2 separate regions of the Hordeum vulgare genome follow, and region 1 is linked to region 2. A link is a contact called in public HiChIP or PLAC-seq data. All regions are on one chromosome and are shown on one strand. Each heading gives the region's core, a stretch centred on a gene start, on an enhancer-like site or on the middle of the called end of the contact. The rest is flanking DNA. Distances are from core to core; before and after follow the strand shown. Region 1 holds the start of LOC123440700 (phospholipase D zeta 1). Region 2 holds the start of LOC123412282.

The links. HiChIP or PLAC-seq counts read pairs in DNA pulled down with a chosen protein or histone mark.
Region 1: an H3K4me3 HiChIP or PLAC-seq map of embryo shows a contact between it and region 2, with 7 times the contacts expected there. The contact joins the promoter of LOC123440700 here to the promoter of LOC123412282 in region 2. A contact is called at or near these places in 1 of 6 Hi-C or Micro-C datasets (leaf) and 1 of 1 datasets of contacts at active chromatin or transcription factors (embryo).

What each region holds. Positions count from the first base shown.
Region 1 is chr1H:405,538,413-405,542,711 of MorexV3_pseudomolecules_assembly, forward strand. It overlaps LOC123440700 (phospholipase D zeta 1), which reads left to right and starts at 2,547. Exons shown (of 20, transcript XM_045117257.1): 1 at 2,547-3,220. The coding sequence starts at 2,936.
Region 2 is chr1H:405,394,648-405,398,768 of MorexV3_pseudomolecules_assembly, forward strand. It overlaps LOC123412282, which reads left to right and starts at 1,767. Exons shown (of 2, transcript XM_045105234.1): 1 at 1,767-2,182; 2 at 2,273-2,990. The coding sequence starts at 2,045. The coding sequence ends at 2,743.

The DNA.
Region 1 (4,299 bases), core at 1,297-3,796, 140 kb after region 2:
TTCGAACGGGGGACATATACTGGTCACGCATACTGATGATTGAAGAAAACCTATAGATAGCAAGTTTCATCGGCACAAAGACCGGAACAAAGCAAATTAAGAGGGTAGGAGGAGAAGTCATTTGTGCTCACCCACAAACGCATGGGCGGAGCTCGTCCAACGCACGGGGAGGTCGTCGAACAACTGCACATTGAAATTCACCCGATCAACACAAATATGATATTTTTATAACATAATTGAAAAATATGTGACCTAACTCATAATTTACAAAACTATGACCCCGTCGGCCTCTGGAAGGCCGAAAATCACCCTCTAGTTCAACAGGAGGTAGAAGAGGTGTCGGGGATCGGGGGTGAGTGGCGTCGGGAGTCAGTGCCATCGAGGGTCGGTGGTGTCGGGTGTCGGTGGTGTCAAGGGTCGAGGATTAGTGGCGTCGGGGGTCGAGGGTCAGTGGCGTCGGGGGTCAGGGGTTAGTGACGTCGGGGGTCGGGGGTCGGGGGTTAGTGGCGTCATGTCTAGGTGTCAGGGGTGTCGTGTCTGGGCATCGTGTCGGGGTGTCGGGGCGTCGTGTCGGGGTGTCGGGGCATCGTATCGGGGTGTCGGGGTGTCATGTCGGGGCGTCTTGTCCGGTTGTCGTGTCGGGGCATCGTGTCGGGGTGTCGGGTTGGGGCGTCGTGTCAGGGTGTCGGGGCGTCGTGTCGGTTTTTTTTTCTAACCTAATAGTAAAACTAAACTAACCTAAAAAAATCAAAAACTAAAACTAAAACTAAACCAACCTAAAACTAAAACTAAAACTAAAACTATACCTAAACCTAAACTAACCTAAAACGAAAACGAAAACTAAACGTGAACCTAAACTAAGCTAAACCTAAACCTAAACTAACCTAAAACTAAAACCAAACCTAAACTAACCATGCCATAGTAGTTTAAATGGGCCTAAACTATCAATTTATCAATTTACCAATTTATCATATTGTTGCAAGTCAATTTGTTAAAATTCGAGAGAGAGAGAGAGAGAGAGGGAGTCTCACCTGAGAGGATCCTGGGCCGCTGCTGCTGGTCTTCTCCTTGGCAGACGGGGGTGAGCTCGGGTCCAGGCGCAGCTACGAGATGGCGGTGGAGGAGGGGGTTGCAGGGAGGAGGAGGCGGTGCTGGAGGAGGGGGTCACACAGAGGAGGATGCAGTGGTGGAGGAGGAGGGGGTCGTAGGGAGGAGGAGGCGGTGGTGGAGGAGGAGGCAATGATGGAGGAGGGGTCACACGGAGGAGGAGGGCCCGTGGAGGAGGAGGGCGGTGGTGGAGGAAGGGGCGGTGGTGGAGGAGGAGGGCGATGGTGGAGGGGAGGGCGAGCTCCGGCAGCAGGTCGCGGGAGAGGAGGGGAGGGCGAGCTCCGGCGGCGGGGGTGGGTTTCGGGGGTGAGAGAGAGAGAGAGATCCAACCGTTATGGGGGAGAGAGGGGGTGTGGGGGTGGGGGTGATGGCCGTTAGGGCGTCACCCTCTTTGCCGCCTGTCCCCCGACGACAAAGAGGTACAAGGCAGACGACAAAGAGGGGCATCCGTTAGGGCTGGTTGGCCAGCGGACCAGGGGGCCATCCCATGCCCTATGTCGTCTGCCTGTTGCCTCGGCAAAGAGCTCACATATGGCAAACAATGTCTTTGTCGTCTTTTTGGCAGACGACAAAGAGCAAACTGATGGCAAACATTGTCTTTGCCATCAGTCTGCTCTTTGTTGTCCGGTGTTTGCCAGCTGACGGTAAAGAGGTTCTTTGTCATGTGTCAGCAGACGACAAATGCATGACGGACGACAATTTACTGGATTCCAATAGTGTGGGGCACCCTCAGCCTTTGAGCCTTCAAATATAAGGGTCTCGGATGTGAATTTTCGGCACCCTTTAATATTTACGGGTTGGTTCATTATTAGTGTATTTGTTCTGGATGCTTTTTTTTTACCAAAAACTTAAAATACAAAAAATATAAAGATTTAATTACTTTTAAGACGTATATGCTCTTATTACATTCCAAAACAACCATCCATCCTTAACAGCTACTCCCTGAGTCCCATAATACAAGAGCTTTTTTGATACTATGCTAATCTAGAAAATGCTCTTATATTATGAGACGGAATGAGGGAGTGCATGCTTTTATTTATTTTTAAAACAGACGCAAGCGCTCATGCCTCTATGAACGCACGCACACATACCTTATCCTTATAAGCATCTTCAAGAGACTGAGCCGACATATCATCTTGAAATTTACGTGCCTCGTCGTCGACGGAAACGTCTCCTCCCACTAAAACGCATCATCAAAAATACTAAAATAAATTCAAAAATAATGCCATCAACAAGACTTAAACTATATCTCTAATCATCTAAGTTGGTTTGCTCTTTCACTATTCTTTAAATGTACCACTCCATCATGTTTGTGCATGTCTATATTCAAATCATCAAATGGGCCCGTGGCAATAAAGCACGTACGTTTTTTGCCGACCTGCTGTCCGTTTCCACCGGTCCCGACTCCACCGAAGTTTGGAAAGGTGGTTGCTTCTCCCGGCGTCCGTGGAAGGCCGACGCGTGCACCAGCCCAAGCCGGCCCCACACACGACGCTCCGTGATTCTCCGTCCCCCAAACCCGAATTCCTCCATGTTCCTCCGCTGTTTCTTTTGATGATTTGATCCGAGAAGAATCTCCCCGTTCTCCCGGTTGCGTTCCCGGAATTCGTAGTTTCCCCCATCCAGTTCGAAAGTCCAAGCCGTGGGATTCTGACGTCCTTCTCGCGTTCCGGCCCCCTTTCCTGCCGGCCCATTCCCGCACCCCCAAGGAAACCAAACCAAATCCGTATACAACTCGGGGGAAATTCGCCGTCCAGCCAGCCAGATCGGACGAGCCCCCGTCCGGCCTGCCCCCCCCCCCCCCCCCCCCCCCCTTCGCGAAGCTTCCATGAACATGGAGCGCCTGCCGGCGGAGCGCCACGGCCACCGGTACGAGCGGATGCAGCCGGAGCCCGCCGCCGAGGGGGACGCGTCGGCGTCCTCCTCCTCGTCGCCGTCGGCGCCGGCGCGGCGGCCCGAGGTCCTCGCGGCGTCGGCGTCGTTCCGGCTCTCCGAGGCCGCGCGGGTGTTCGAGGAGCTCCCCCGCGCCACCATCTTCTCCGTCTCGCGCCCCGACGCCGGCGACATCACCCCCATGCTGCTCTCCTACACCATCGAGATCAACTACAAGCAGGTCCGCGGATCCTCCTCTGCCCACCCTTACTCTTCTCCTGTTCACGATTCCGAACATATCGTACTTCTCATCGGGGATGCCCGACTCTGCTCGGGTTCCTGGGAGGTCGTGCGAATTCGGCGTCATGAGATGCTGCTGATTAGTCCGAAATTTTGCGTGGACAAAATCTATGATCAAGTTAGGCGTCCCAGTTTAATTGGACGGCACTTACTCTTGTTGTAGCCACGCTTCTGGTTGTTGCCTCAATTGCTTCGTTTGGTTCTAGGTTTTCACACCATCAGTTGATTTGAGTGGCCAATAATCCAGTATACTAATAGCAGGACATGAACGCGGGCATTTGAATTGAGATTCAATTTTCTCCCACTGATGGCATTGCTAGTGGGGTGTGACTATTGCGTTGTTGGGTGCTCGACCTTCATAGTTTGGTGTTAGAAGGCGAGGACTCCAAGTATGAAATGTGTCAGGTTATTTGTTGGCTCAAATTCGATTCGGATAAGTGCAGTTTCAGTTCTTCTGAATTGACGGCCCAGGCTAATTAGCAATGATGGGTTTATGTTCAGAATGTCCTTGAACGTGTATATGAAATTTGGATAGTAAAGAGCTACACTCGCAGGTCCAAGTGCAACATTGTGCCGCTACTGTCTCATAAACTACTAATTTGAACTTTGGGGATTTTCTTCCTTAATATTTGCTGAAAGTGCTGAGTTTTCATTTGGTTACAAAAACTTAGGAATGCATTTATTTCATGAATTGGGCTTTCAGATAAACTATCATGGATAGCTATCGTTGTCCTTATTGAGTACAAAGGATTCGTAATGTAAAATGTGCCAACTTCTTATGGGCAAACTGTTTTGTTTACCCAATAACTTCTAACGTTCCATGTCTCGTCTTAAGTTCTTGGACAAAAATGACCATTCTTGTCCTTCTGGGGTTCTTGAATGATTATTTAGTGCTTACACGGCTTTTTGACTAGGATAGACCAATTTTAGACCTAGAACTTGATTCTTTAGAAGATAAGAAATAAATTGCAGGACATGCATGGCTAATAACCGGTACTTGCATCAGTTTGCATATCACAA
Region 2 (4,121 bases), core at 517-3,016:
AGGCTTGCTAGGGACAGTGTTTTGTCTATGTATCCACACATGTATATAAGTCTTCATTCAATACAATTATAGCATGGATAATAAACGATTATCTTGATACAGGAATTACAATAATAACTATATTATTATTGCCTCTAGGGCATAATTCCAACAGTGATCGTCATCAAGTTGTACGTGTGCTAAACGCGGAGACGCCGTCCGTTCGACACTAGATCAGGATGGATCGTGATGGGATCGCGGGACGGATTGTGATGAGATCGCGGGACGGGATGCGGTTTTGATCGCGAAGATGTTCCACTACATCAACCGCATTATATACGCTTCCGCTTAGCGATCTACAAGGATATGTAGATGCACTCTCCCCTCTCGTAGATGGTCATCACCATGGATAGATCTTGTGTGCGTGTAGAATTTTTTTTGTTTCCCATACAACATTCCCCAACAACATGCTCGTCAGTGTGGAGGTTGGAAGACCTGGTTTGGATAGGTCAATTGCTTACCTCCTAACAGGGACATCAATAATAGGCAAACAATAGAAGGTGGACATAGGTAAGAGTAGTGCCATAGACAAGGCGTCTGTGGCTGGTTGATGGATGATATTGAGTCTTTCGGCCCGTCCTTCTGGATTGGGTTGTTGTTGTGGGTTGGAAGGTTTCTGATGTATTTTGTCGAGGTGTTTTTATCGGGGATCACATGGCGTAGTAGATGCCGAGGTTTGTGGATATAGTGTAATCTGCGGCAACCGTGTGTGCGTATGTGGGGTTTCTTGTCATGTGAGTAGTTAGTCCGTGATCCGTTTGTATTGATATTTGCTCGGTTTTTCTTTAATTAACTAAATTTTTTTAATTAATCGATGAGGCAAAGCTTTTGCCTTTGTTTAAAAAAACTAGAAAGAGGTCCACGCAAACCCGACCATTGTCTCAGTTTCCTTCCCGTTATCTCACATTTTATGAGACACGGATCTCGGGCCCTATTTGAAACCACAATAGATTATAATAATCTGGATTATGAAGATAGATTATATAATCTGGTTTATAAAAATAATCTAGATGAGCATGTTTGGAGGTCCGATTATATAAACTATAATCCAGATTTTATATTGCATAATGACATGTCCGTCCTCTGTTTTTTTTAAAAGAGGAGGGTGGTGGTGGCAGAAATGTAATTATCTTCAACTTTACAAGGGCAATGGGTCATTAGCAATTCATAATCTGATTTTAGCTGGGTATGGTAGATTATGAGTTTTTAATAATCTGTTTATCTAGTTTTTATAATCTACATCATAATTTATCCTGTTTAAAGACATAATAGATTATAAAAACTAGATTATATGTTTCAAACAGGGCCTCACTCCATGGATAGTTCTTTTGGTCGATTCTTTCATAATCGTCCCCCTCCTCACCTTCTTCCAAAATTGCACTTCATATTTTTTTTACAATCCGAAGAGAGAATCTGGCAAAAGAGTGCGCTGTGACCTTGTGCTACTCTGTTCCGAAACACGCGTTGTTCGCACCATGATCATGTTGGTAAATCAGTCGGATACTCGCATCAGAGTACTCAGCCTCCATCATGAAGCAGCAGCATTGCAGTAAGCTTGTGGTGGCAGCCAGCGGCAGCTTCATTACTGCGAGCGGTGCAGCCAGAAGGGAGAAAACGGAGCGCACGCTAGCCCCTGCAAAGGAAGACGACGAAAAGGAAGAAAAAGGTGGCCACGCGCGTGGGCGCAGCGGCTGCAACGGTCACTATTTACCTGCCCCCGCCACTCATCACTGCCGCGCCCACTCGCTAGTCGCTACCAGTCATCGGCTCAGCTCGTCACCCGCCAGCACCCACTCATCTCGACACGCTCCGGCACTAATCCATCGAACTCACTCAGTTTATTACTCCCAAGGAGGAGCGTACTACAAAGAAATATTCGCCGAAAACAGAGCTTCCACGAGTTTTCCATTTTGTCTTCCATTCCGCTCTTCACTTGTACTACTGTATACTACAGGACTCATAATTGGCTGGTAAGTCGGCTGTGGAGTTAGTCCGTAGTCCAGTCATGGGGAAGAAGAGGGCGGCCACCGCCACGACGAGGACGCCGGTCTTCCCGTTCGCAGCAGCTGCCGACGAGACGGAGCCGACGCACCATTTCAGCGACTACGGCTTCGACCCCCAGCTCCTCCGCCTCTCCCCGCAGGTCAGTCTCCTCTTAATTAACTATTAGTTCCTCGATCAATTTCTCGGCTTCCCAACTGTTGAAACTCGCTCTGCTCCTTCAATTTCTCAGCCCAACGTGAAGCGCCACCAGCAGCAGACGCCTGCGCTGCTGGACCCCTGGCGGTTCAAGCTCCAGAAGCCCATCTCGAAGAAGCACCAGCACGCGCAGCACAATAGCAAGCAGCGCCGCCGCGGGTGGTGGAGCTCTGCGGCCTCTGCGGCGCTCCTCTTCTTCAAGCGTCCCTCGTCCAAGTCTAACCCCACCGCTCAGGCCAATGGCAGAGGCCCCTCCTCCTCCTGCAGTGCTGCTGCTGCGTTCGCTCCCCGGCCACTCTACTTCGCCGATGACGGAGGCGACGACGACTCCACGGGGTGCATGTGCTGGTCGCCGGCCGTGCGGTCTGGTCACCTGGCCGCCGCCGAGCTAGGCATTGCCTCGGTCGGAGTTCCGTACGTCAGCCTCAGGGACGCCAGTTTCCATGGTGGCGCCGGGGGGACGGGAGGGGCTGCTCCGGCGATGCCCATCTACCTCGTGACGTGAAGCTCTCCTGTCTGGTGACTGTTCTCCTACAAGTTGAGCCACGTGACTGCCTTGGAGAGGTGTTTTTCTTGTTCGACTTTTTTAGAACTTGGACCACATGTCAGTCAGTGTTTTCCGAGTTGTGGCGATGACCAGCTGTCCGTAACTTTCCATATCTTCCTTGCGGTGTGTGGTTTTTTCTCACCATGTTTTTCTTTTGAAAAGGAACCCTGGCTTTTCTCATCTTTAATAAATCAGTTTTTGCTAACGGACAAGTTTTTTTATAAATCTTTACCTATTAATAAAGCACCTATTGCTTCTATGCTACGTCATTAAAATTACCCCTGAAGTTGGCATAAATTACCCGTCATGCCACCGTAAGTCAAAAAACGATTCAGTTTTTTCCTTTCCAAAGTATGTGATACTGAGAAAACTCGAAGACGCGTACGTAGCATGGTGGCTAAGGCCTAACGATTTCAGCGGACAGACCAAGGTTTCCCAATCTCTCCTTTTCTCCCGTAAGTCCTCCTCACATATGCGTGGCTTGCTTTGCTATTTTTTTTATTTTGTTTTTATCTTTTTTTCCCTCATTCTGTTTCCTTCCATCTTTAAACCAATTCGGAATTTTTAAACTAAAAACCTCGTATGTTTAAAATATGTTTGCTGAGTTAAAAATTGTTCATCAATTCAAAAAATGTTTGTAAAAAAATAATGTATGGTATTTTTTTGAAAAAATCCAAGTTTTTTTCAAAAAAAATTGTGGATTTGGAAACCCGTTCACCGATTCAATAAACTTTCATGTCTAGGATTTGATTAGTATTATGAAAGTCTTTATATGTCTAGGCGTTGGGAGTAGTTCATTATCGATGAGATTTGTTTTTAAAGTTGTCAACATTTCCTTGCGCAACATAATGAAAGGTGGGGTGTGCAGTGGTAAGCTCATAGCCTTGGTATTTACTACGTTAAATGCATTGTGATCACGTGGACATCGTAACCATCATCGGCGAGGAAAGAAAAATAAATAACAACATGGTGAGCCACCGTGTTAAAATAGGAGATACTTTTATGTCAGAGTATTGAGTCATACTTATTTGATTAATGCATAATTTTTTTGTCTCCCATTGCAACACACGGGCATATTTGCTAGTAAACTCTAAAGCTTTCTATTGAGTCGTTAGAGCATCTCCACTCATCCGTCCCCTCCCCCCCTCCAACAAGCCCCATCACGAAGCCTTTTTTAGAGCCGGCGGCGAAAAAACGGCCCAACCGTGCCCCCAACTTCTCCTTTAGCGCCGGTTTGGGCCGTAATAACAACCGACGAACCCAAGCCGAATCCAGCCCTCCCCGGGGGCACCGTTCGAAGCGAAAAGTCGAGTGGGTCCACGTTGTCGGCGACAAT